Linked DNA regions of Macaca mulatta: regions 1 and 2 are each linked to region 3. A link is a contact called in public Hi-C data. All regions are on one chromosome and are shown on one strand. The core of a region is the stretch at or near the end of the contact, and the rest is flanking DNA. Distances in the headings are between cores, read along the strand shown. Region 1 holds the start of FBF1 (Fas binding factor 1). Region 2 holds the start of WBP2 (WW domain binding protein 2). Region 3 holds the start of MRPL38 (mitochondrial ribosomal protein L38).

What was found. Hi-C and Micro-C count contacts between places; a contact is called where the count stands out from the background.
Region 1: a Hi-C map of liver shows a contact between it and region 3, with 2.0 times the contacts expected there. The contact joins the promoter of FBF1 here to the promoter of MRPL38 in region 3. A contact is called at or near these places in 2 of 14 Hi-C or Micro-C datasets (cortical neurons and liver).
Region 2: a contact with region 3 is called in a Hi-C map of fetal cortex germinal zone, with 2.0 times the contacts expected there. The contact joins the promoter of WBP2 here to the promoter of MRPL38 in region 3. A contact is called at or near these places in 4 of 14 Hi-C or Micro-C datasets (cortical neurons, fetal cortex germinal zone, fetal cortical plate and 1 more).

The regions. Positions count from the first base shown.
Region 1 is chr16:85,650,437-85,653,619 of T2T-MMU8v2.0, forward strand. FBF1 (Fas binding factor 1) reads right to left here and starts at 1,720. Exons shown (of 31, transcript XR_013407293.1): 1 at 1,604-1,720; 2 at 480-544. LOC144335964 (a long non-coding RNA gene) reads right to left here. Exons shown (of 2, transcript XR_013407298.1): 2 at 2,183-2,867.
Region 2 is chr16:85,567,148-85,570,294 of T2T-MMU8v2.0, forward strand. WBP2 (WW domain binding protein 2) reads right to left here and starts at 1,367. Exons shown (of 8, transcript NM_001258099.2): 1 at 1,260-1,367. The coding sequence starts at 1,318.
Region 3 is chr16:85,614,223-85,617,201 of T2T-MMU8v2.0, forward strand. It overlaps MRPL38 (mitochondrial ribosomal protein L38), which reads right to left and starts at 1,672. Exons shown (of 9, transcript XM_077972931.1): 1 at 1,189-1,672.

The sequences.
Region 1 (3,183 bases), core at 470-2,969, 36 kb after region 3:
TCTTAAAAAAAAAAAAAAAAAAAAAAGAAAAAAGGGCAGTGGCCATGATCCCTTACCCTGAAAGCTGATGCGGCAAGTGGCAAGTACTCATTTCAGAAAGGAGGTGGGTACCTGGCACCAAGGCTGAAACCCTTTCCCAGGCAGCACCCATGACTACTTTCTAAGCAGCATTTAGCACAAAAGCAGGTGTGAGCTCTGGTTACTCTTTGATATTCTTTTTCTTTGTAAAATCTTTTTTTAGAGATGGGGTCTCACTGTGTTACCCAGGTTGCTATTGAACTCTGGGGCTCAAGCAATCCTCCTGCATTGGTCTTCCAAAGTGCTGGGATTACAGGTATGAGCCACCACATCCAGCAACACGATTTTCACTGACAGTGGAAATATTTCCCTTTACATAGGCAGTAAATCTGACCCATTGAGAACAGTTTTCTTCAGAATTAGCTCTCTCCCTCCCCCTCCTCCACTTTACCAAAACCCACCTACAGGATGTCCTGGAAGAAAGGAGTCAGAGGGGTCCTCTCTCTGTCCCAGGTGTTGGCCTGTCCTGTTATTGGAATGCAAGGGTTATCTGGGCTTACCTACAGAGTCCACCTTGAATAATTGAATACATGTGTTTTCTTTTTTTTTTTTTTTAGATGGAGTCTTGCTTCTGTTGCCTAGGCTAGAGTGCAGTGGTGCAATCTTGGCTCACCGTAACCTCAGCCTCCCGGGTTCAAGCGAATCTCCTGCCACAGCCTCCCGAGTAGCTGAGAATACAGGCGTGCACCACCATGCCCAGTTAATTTTTGTATTTTTAGTAGAGACGGGGTTTCACTGTTGGCCAGGCTGGTCTTGAACTCCTGACCTCGTGATCTGCCTGCCTCGGCCTCCCAAAGTGCTGGGATTACAGGTGTGAGCCACCGCGCCTGGCCTTCTTTCTTTCTTTCTTTTTTCCAGACACGGTCTCACTGTTGCCCAGGCTGGAGTGCAGTGGCGCGATCACAGCTCTCACAGATCACTGCAGCCTCGACCTCCTTGGGCTCAGGCGATCCTCCAATCTCAGCCTCCCTAGCAGCTGGGACCACAGGCACACGCCACCATGTCAGGCAAATTTTAAAACTTTTTTTGTGGAGACGGGTCTCCCTACGTTGCCCAGGGTCGTCCCAAACGCCTGGCCTCGAGTGATCCTCCCGCCTTGGCCTCCCGAAGTGTTGGGATTACAGGCATGAGCCACCGTGCCCGGCTTTGTGTTTCTTTTTCTCTGCAATGGCGACATCACGACCTACAAGTCCAAATGTGTCCCATAACACATCATGGAACTTCTGGCATCTCCTATCAATCCTGTACGGGCTTCAAACTATGGGGATTTTCTAGGCGTGGTTTGCCAAGGCCAAAGGGCTACAGTGTAACCCCGTCCCTACCTCTATTCAGCCGACTCCATGCCAGGCGTTTTACAGATCCCGAGACCACCCCTAAACAAGACCCCTAACCGGAGTAGCCCCTCCGTCCCCTCCGTCCCGAGACTCCGCGCCCCTCAATGCGTCACCCTTCTGAGCGCCCGGCCTATATGGCCCCCGAGAGCAGCCTGTAATGCTCCCAGCCCCTGAAGCTTCCCGTTACGCGCCGTGTCCCCGGAGGTGCGGCCGCTGGGACCAGCACCGGCCCCGGCTCCATTCAGGTCGCCCAGCCCGGCCAGGCCTCCCGCTTCCAGCCGCTGCTGCCACCCTCAGCCGTCCGGCCTCCCGCGGAAAGGCGGGCGCGAGGCATCCTGGGAGTCGTAGTCGGCGGTTTGCTCACCTGCCCGCACAGAGGAGACAGGGACGACGTGAGGAACTACAGCTCCCAGGGAGCCGCGCGCGGCCGTTGGCGGGGCCGGGCCTCTGCCGGCGGTGGGCACGTTGCTAGGAGCTGCCCCAACGCCTCTCCAGGAAGAGGGCGCCAGGCTCAAAGGCCCTCTTGGGAACTGCCGAGACGCTTAAAAGTTCCTCCTGCCCACTTCTGAGGGCTGACACGTGGCCGGCGCGGAGGCATGAGAAATGTGTTGATATTGGGAGGTTGACGGGTGAATCCACGAATTCACCCGTGTTTATTCCACACCCCAAAGCTTGAGGGAAGTGACTGACCTTCCTGTTTAATGATCCAATCAAAGCTGTATAGCCAGAATGAAACCCAATACTGTCACCCCACAAAAAGATACGTCACATTTTTTCTAGTATGTGCTAATTATGAATTTTATTAAGGTTTATTCAATTTCACAGAGGAAAGAACGGTTTGTAGTTTGGCTTACCCGCAGTGCTGGCAGGTCACAGCTGTCCAACCATGATTCATTCACATGCTCTGGCCCCGTGCCCCTCGTCCTCCCACCTCTGCCCCCACAGGACACCATCAAGCCAGGGCTGGGTAACAGCATATGCTAAATACATCTTATCAGGTATGAACCAAACTCAAGCCACGACAGCAAAGGCGGAAAAAGGTAGCAAAGTAATTATGTGCTCCCAAGGCATACAGTCATTTAGTTGAATCCATAACAGTTGGAAATTAAAAGGCATTTATGAAGTGTAGTCCGCAGTCTGAATGTGGAAGGTGGAAGATCACACATTTACTAATCTAAGAAACACTCAAAACATATTTTGGTCTAAAAAATCCCCAATTTTCCATGATCTTCCCAAGACAACCAATGACCCACTTAAACTTAAGGCAGAAACACCCTTGAATCTAGGAACGTGCACATATGCAACAGCTAACATCTGGTAACTCTAACAATGTTCCTTATATGTTTCTGTGTTTACTATCATGGACCATAGGAATCAAGTACTGGAAAATTTAGTAAGCGTGCACAAAAGCAAAACACTGGCTGGGCGCAGTGGCTCACGCCTGTAATTCCAGCACTTTGGGAGGCTGAGGTGGGTGGATCACGAGGTCAGGAGTTCAAGACGAGCCTGGCCAACTTGGTGAAACCCCGTCTCTGCTAAAAATACAAAAAAATTAGACGGGCATGGCAGCAGGTGCCTGTAATCACAGCTACTCAGAAGGCTGAGGCGGAGAACTGCTTGAACCCAGGAGGCGGAGGTTGCAGTGAGCCAAGATTGCACCACTGCACTCTGGCCTGGGTGAAAGAGCAAGACAGCGTCTCAAAAACAAAAAAACAAAACAAGAAAAACCCAAAAAAAAACACCATCAGTATTTTAAAATAAGTCATTTTAG
Region 2 (3,147 bases), core at 117-2,616, 47 kb before region 3:
CCCAGGAGGCGGTGAACTGAGTGAACTGAGATCGTGAACTGCAGTGAACTGAGATCGTGCCACTGCACTCCAGCCTGGGTGACAGAGCAAGCCTCCATCTCAAAAAAAAAAGAGAAGTACCACTCAGAGAAAAGAAGGAATTACCCATCAGACTCTGAGTAGGTAAGATAGAGGGAAAGTGAGCCTGCTGGGTCACTCTAGGCATTTTCCTCTGACTCATCATAACATTCCCAAGTCACAGGGCAACTGGATGCTGGCCTTAGCTGGGTACAGGGCTCTGACTCCACAATGTCTCCTTTGGGGACTCAGGTGCCTCCTAAGCTCCTTCTGCCTTCAAGAGGCAATTCAGGGTCGGCATAGTTCAACCCAGAGCTGGCTGGTCTGATTTTCAATACCCACGGAACAAAAGGAGAGAGAGGCCATTCAGGGCTTCTCTTGGCAGAGACTGGAGGAGAGACAGGATGCAATGAGCAAGGGGTGGGGAGGGTGGAGTGGAAAGAACCTTGAATTAGGAGACCTGTGCCTTCGGAGGAGACTCAAACCAACAGGCATTCAAGAGAGAGGCAAGGGAATGACTTTACGGATCCACACAGTGCCAGGAACTGTGAGACATCTGACAAACGTCATCTGTTTAATTTCACTCCTGGGACCTCAGTTTCTTACCTGGAACCTGAACAGTTCTGGAACATACTGGAAGCCTGTATGCTGGTGGTTAATCCTATTAACTTTGGAGTCAAGACTCCTTTCCTGGAATTCCATCTCTGTTACTTACAGAGTTGCAATCTCGAGCAAGTTACTTAACCTTTCTGCCCCCCACTTTCCCTACCTGTGAAACGTGGACAGTAGTAGATTGTACTGCACAGAATTTATTAAATAAGGTAGAAAAGGCGCAGAGCCTGACACGTAGTAACGTTGTAGACATCCAATAAGTGACAATTATTTTTGTTTGGGGCTCCTCCCAGTTACTGAAGTCAAAACTCTGGGAACGGGTTCAAGAATCACCCCTAGGCCCCACCGGTCGCCCCATGCCAGGTCCCCAAGCAGACGTCCCACTCCCACCTCCCAGCTGATCACAACCTCCCGGGCCCTCCCCCACGGCCCACCCACCTTCCTCCAACCCCGCCCCCAGCCATTCCCCCCCAACCATACTCCATCAATGCTCCCCCTTCAGGGGCTTATTCCCCACCGCCCATCGCCCACCCCCCACTCCCTCGACACCCGAACTTTGGTCCTCTAGGATCCTTCCGCAGTGTTTTCACCTCTCGGTGTTGTTGACGATCACTCCGCCGCCCTCCGAGTGATTCTTGTTGAGCGCCATAGTCTCTCCGACAGGGGTCCCGAGACTCAAAACGCAGTGAGCTTGCGCCCCTCTTCGCCCCGCCCCTAGTGGCGTCTTCTTATTAGAGTCAGCCAGTCACAGCTCGAGCGCGGAGGCTGGCCCAACCACCTGACCCGAACGTCACGTGGTAATAGTTTACTCCCTCCCCCCAGTTCCACCTGCGTAACAAACAAGATGAAGACTACAATTCCCAGCAGGCAACGCTCCCGCAGCCTCGGCCTCTCCCTGTGCTGGAGGAAGGATGCATTCTGGAACTTGTAGTCTCCTGGCTCATAGGCCGAAATTGGCTCCACAATTTACATAACCAATCGGCTTGTGCCATCTCCACCCCGCCTCTTCAGCCGGACGGAAATAAACAGTTTGGCTGCTGTCAGGGGCGCGAGCCTGGGGACCCCGGCCGAGCGTTAAGGGAAGTCCCGCTGGCCGAATGCGACCTGGACATGGCGTGGGAGGGCCGAGCAGTCCCCTGGTGGATGGGCAGCCTTCGTTCACTCAGCAGACGTGTATGGGGCGCTTGTGTGACTCCGGGGAGTTTAGCTGAGCCCGAGACCCCGGCTCTTGGGGACGCGGTGGGCTGGCGGCGTCGGATCACCCAGCCACCCATCTCACCACCCCAAGCCCTGAGCCCGGGGGGCGGGGAGAGTCCCGCCTGGGGAGGGGAGGCTGTGTGCCCCTCCTGGCTCCCACCACTTTCGCAGGCCGGCCGGGCGCCCCTTGCAGCCTCCTCGCCGGCCTCGCGGTGGCGCCGATCCCTCCGGAGCGCCCAGCGGGGTCCCGGCCGGAAGACTGAAGGCTGAGTGAGACTGGGCACGGCGCGAGACTGGCAGCCTGATAACTAGGACTTACAAAATAAGACTGACTCATGCCAGCTCGTGACCCAGCCCTGGGCGTCCTCCACGGGGCAGCTGTCATTCCCTAACCGCCCCCCACCAAACCCCTGCACCTCCGAGCTGAATCCATGAGGCGGAGAGAGGGGGCTGTACTCCCCCACTTGGTGGTGCAGGGGTTAATCTTAAGGATTAATTCGTTAAGATTAATTAATCTTAAAGATTAACTCGTTAATCTTAAGGAATTAGAGTTTGCTTTTCAGTAGACAGCTGCTTTCCTGACCGTGGTGGTCAACCTCTAGATCCACCTGTTCGACTTCGCTTAGCAGGGAGGTCTCCTATGTGAAGAAATAAAGCTGCCTCACTAGAAAAGATCAGGAAACAGCAGCGTTCTGTGAGGTCCGGTGCAATACCAGGTTGGACCTTGCAGGACAAGTACAGTGGATTAAGGATGGTCGTAATGAAATCTGCCCCAATGGTTAGATGTATTTTGGGGTCTGCAATCTCTGCCGTCTTTAAAAAGAATTAAGTCGGCCGGGCGCGGTGGCTCACGCCTGTAATCCCAGCACTTTGGGAGGCCGAGGCGGGTGGATGGTGAGGTCAGAAGATTGAGACCATCCTGGCTAACACGGTGAAACCCCGTCTCTACTAAAAAATACAAAAAATTAGACGGGCGTGGTGGCGGGCGCCTGTAGTCCCAGCTACTCGGGAGGCTGAGGCAGGAGAATGGCGTGAACCCAGGAGGTGGAGCTTGCAGTGATCCGGGATTGCGCCACTGCACTCCAGCCTAGGCAACAGAGTGAGACTCCGTCTCAAAAAAAAAAAAAAAAAAAAAAAGTCAGACTATGTGCTGATATGGAAAGATTGTCAAGGGTTATTAAGCACAGAATGCTGTATACATATAGTTCTATTTGTATTAAAAAATAGGATCTAGATAGAAATTTTTTGCAAAGATCCACCAGAAAATGTCTGTGACAGTTT
Region 3 (2,979 bases), core at 422-2,921:
CACCAGGGCGCCGCCATCTTCCCTCCGGCGTGCGTCATCGCGGCCGCCACTAGGACCCGGGCACAGGTGGCCAGCGCGGCGCCTGAGCGCAACGCGGCAGGCCGCGTCCAGCCCCGCCCAGGCCCCGCTCCTAGGCCCGCCCCCGTGTCCCGCGCTGCGGACCCTGTCGCCTGTCCCGGAGGCCCCTGCACCGTCCGCCTGGGGCGGAGGTGGAGGTGGCCGCGGTCTGCAGGCGCCCGGCTCCGGAAGTGCCCGTTGGACGGCGGGGCGGAGCTGAGAGCAGCCAGGCTCTCGCCCACGGCGGGCCACCAGGGGGCGGCACAGACCGGGGTCGGCCGGCGGGGCCCTCCCCCAGCCCCTGGACGCGGCGCACTGAGTTCCCCAGGGGCGCAGGCCTGGTTGGGAGAAGGGGTGCGAACTCCGATTCCGGACTCGGTCTGCTTGGGTTTAAAACCCAGATTGAGGGCTGGGCACAGTGGCTCACGCCTAGAATCCTAGCACTTTGGGAGGCCGAGGCGGGTGGATCACGAGGTCAGGAAATCGATACCATCCTGGTCAACACGGTGAAAACCCGTCTCTACTAAAAATACAAAAATTAGCCGGGCGTGGCGGCCGCCTGTAATCCCAGTTACTCAGGAGGCTGAGGGAGGAGACTCGCTTGAACCTGGGAGGCAGAGGCTGCAGTGAGTCGAGATCGCGCCACTGCACTCCAACATGGGCGACAAAAGTGAAACTCCATCTCTAATAATAATAATAATAATAATAATAATAATAATAATAATACAAACCCAGATTGTGGCCGGGCGCAGTGGTTCATACCTGTAATCCCAGCAGTTTGGGGGGCCGAGGTGGGTGGATCACTTGAGGTCAGAAGTTTGAGACAAGCCCTACCAACATGGCGAAACCCTAAAGATACAAAAATTTTTGTATCTACTAATGATACACAAATTAGCCAGGCGTGGTGGCAGATGCCTGTAATCCCAGCTACTCAGGAGGCTGAGGCACAAGAATTGCTTGAACCTGGGAGGCAGAAGCTGCAGTGAGACAAGATTGCGCCACCACCTTGGTGACAGAGACACCATCTCGGAAAAAAAAAAAAACCCAAAAACAAAAAAACCCAGATCGTGACCTTACTGTCTCCCTTGTGGTTTCCTCATTTGGGAAAAAGCAGGTAATACTAGTGCTTACCTGACAGTTGTCAGGATGAAAAGATTACCCTCTGGAAAGCACTTGCAGTGGTGCGTATCAGTTAGCTCAACTATCTGCAACTTCCTGTTATCCACACAAAGGCGGAAGTGTCCTGGTTTAAAGATGCAGATGTGAATGCTTCTGGCAGGACTCAGGCTTGCTCTTGTGATCCAGTTCTACAAAGGCAAAACTTGGTAGATTGGGGAATCTGGGACCCTCCTCTGCCCCAGCCCTGGCCCTCCTGCCCTAAAAGGCAATCTTCCAGCGCACTTTGCCCCCAGAGGCCATGGGGCCTTTGTACATGCTGTCTCTTCTGTGTCTCACCTCCTCACTTCCCCACCTTGGCCTGGCTACCACCCAGCCCCAGGAGAGAGGTCTCGCCAGGAAACCTGCTCTGACATCCCAGGCCAGGGCTGGTGGTGACCAGGCCAGTGGCTCTGGCACCAGCAGAAGCTTGGCCCTCATAATCACTTTGAGATGGAATGAGAATGGAATGAGGGTCTCTCCATCCAGCAGGAAGTGGCCACACCTTCCACTGGTTTTCATAAACAGCAGCCAAACAGCTAAACCTTTCACCGTCATTTCTAATTCACCCTGCAGTATGCACCTGCTACATGCTAAATGTGGAGGGGAATGCATGGGGGCAGTCACACCCAGTCCTGCTTGTCAGGAGTTGCTTATTGTGAAATTCCATACTGCAGTTATGCAGTACAGGAGCATAACTGGATTGTGTGTGTTTACATCGTGGCTGTTTAACCTTGTCCTTTTTTTTTTTTTGAGATGGAGTTTCTGTTGCCCAGGCTGGAGTGTATTGGCATGACCTTGGCTCACTGCATTCTCTGCCTCCCAGGTTCAAGTGATTCTCCTGCCTCAGCTTCCTGAGGAGCTGGGATTACAGGCATACACCACCACGCCTGGCTAATTTTTTGTATTTTTAGTAGAGATGGGGTTTCACCATATTGGCCAGGCTGGTCTGGAACTACTGACCTCAGGTGACCCGCCCGCCTTGGCTTCCCAAAGTGCTGGGATTACAGGTGTGAGCCACCGCGCCCAGCCACCTTGTCCTTTTGTTTCTGAATCCTTTTCTTCATCCTCTAAACCCACCCATCCTACCCCACGACCCTCCCAACCCTCTCCAGATGAAGATGTACGGGGCCTCGGCAGTTGGCGTGAAAGCCGCTGGCCACCCAGGTGGCGATGCATTCCTCCATTCTTGTCCTCTAGCTGTCCCAGAACTCTTAATGGTGCTTGCTTGGATATTAACGGTTTGAGAGAGGCCTCACATGGATTCCCACATGTACCAACTTGAAGCAAATAACGATTAATATCTTGAAACTAGAAACAGTGGCTCTACCATTTTTAAAAAATATATGGGGTCACTGTGTTGCCCATATTGGGCTCAAGCCATCCTTCCACCTCGGCCTCCCGATAGCAGCTACAGGTGTGTACCACTGTACCAGTACTTTTTTGAGACAGTATTGCTCTGTCGCCCAGGCTGGAGTGCAGTGGCCCGATCTCGGCTCACTGCAAGCTCCGCTTCCCAGGTTCACGCCATTCTCCTGCCTCAGCCTCCTGAGTAGCTGGGACTACAGGCGCCCTCCACCACGCCCGGCTAATTTTTTGTCTATTTAGTAGAGACGGGGTTTCACCGTGTTAGCCAGGATGGTCTCGATCTCCTGACCTCGTGACCCACCCGCCTTGGCCTCCCAAAGTGCTGGGATTACAGGCATGAACCACCGCGCCCAGCCCCTGCACCAGTATTTTTTAATCATTACATTCCACCAATATTTC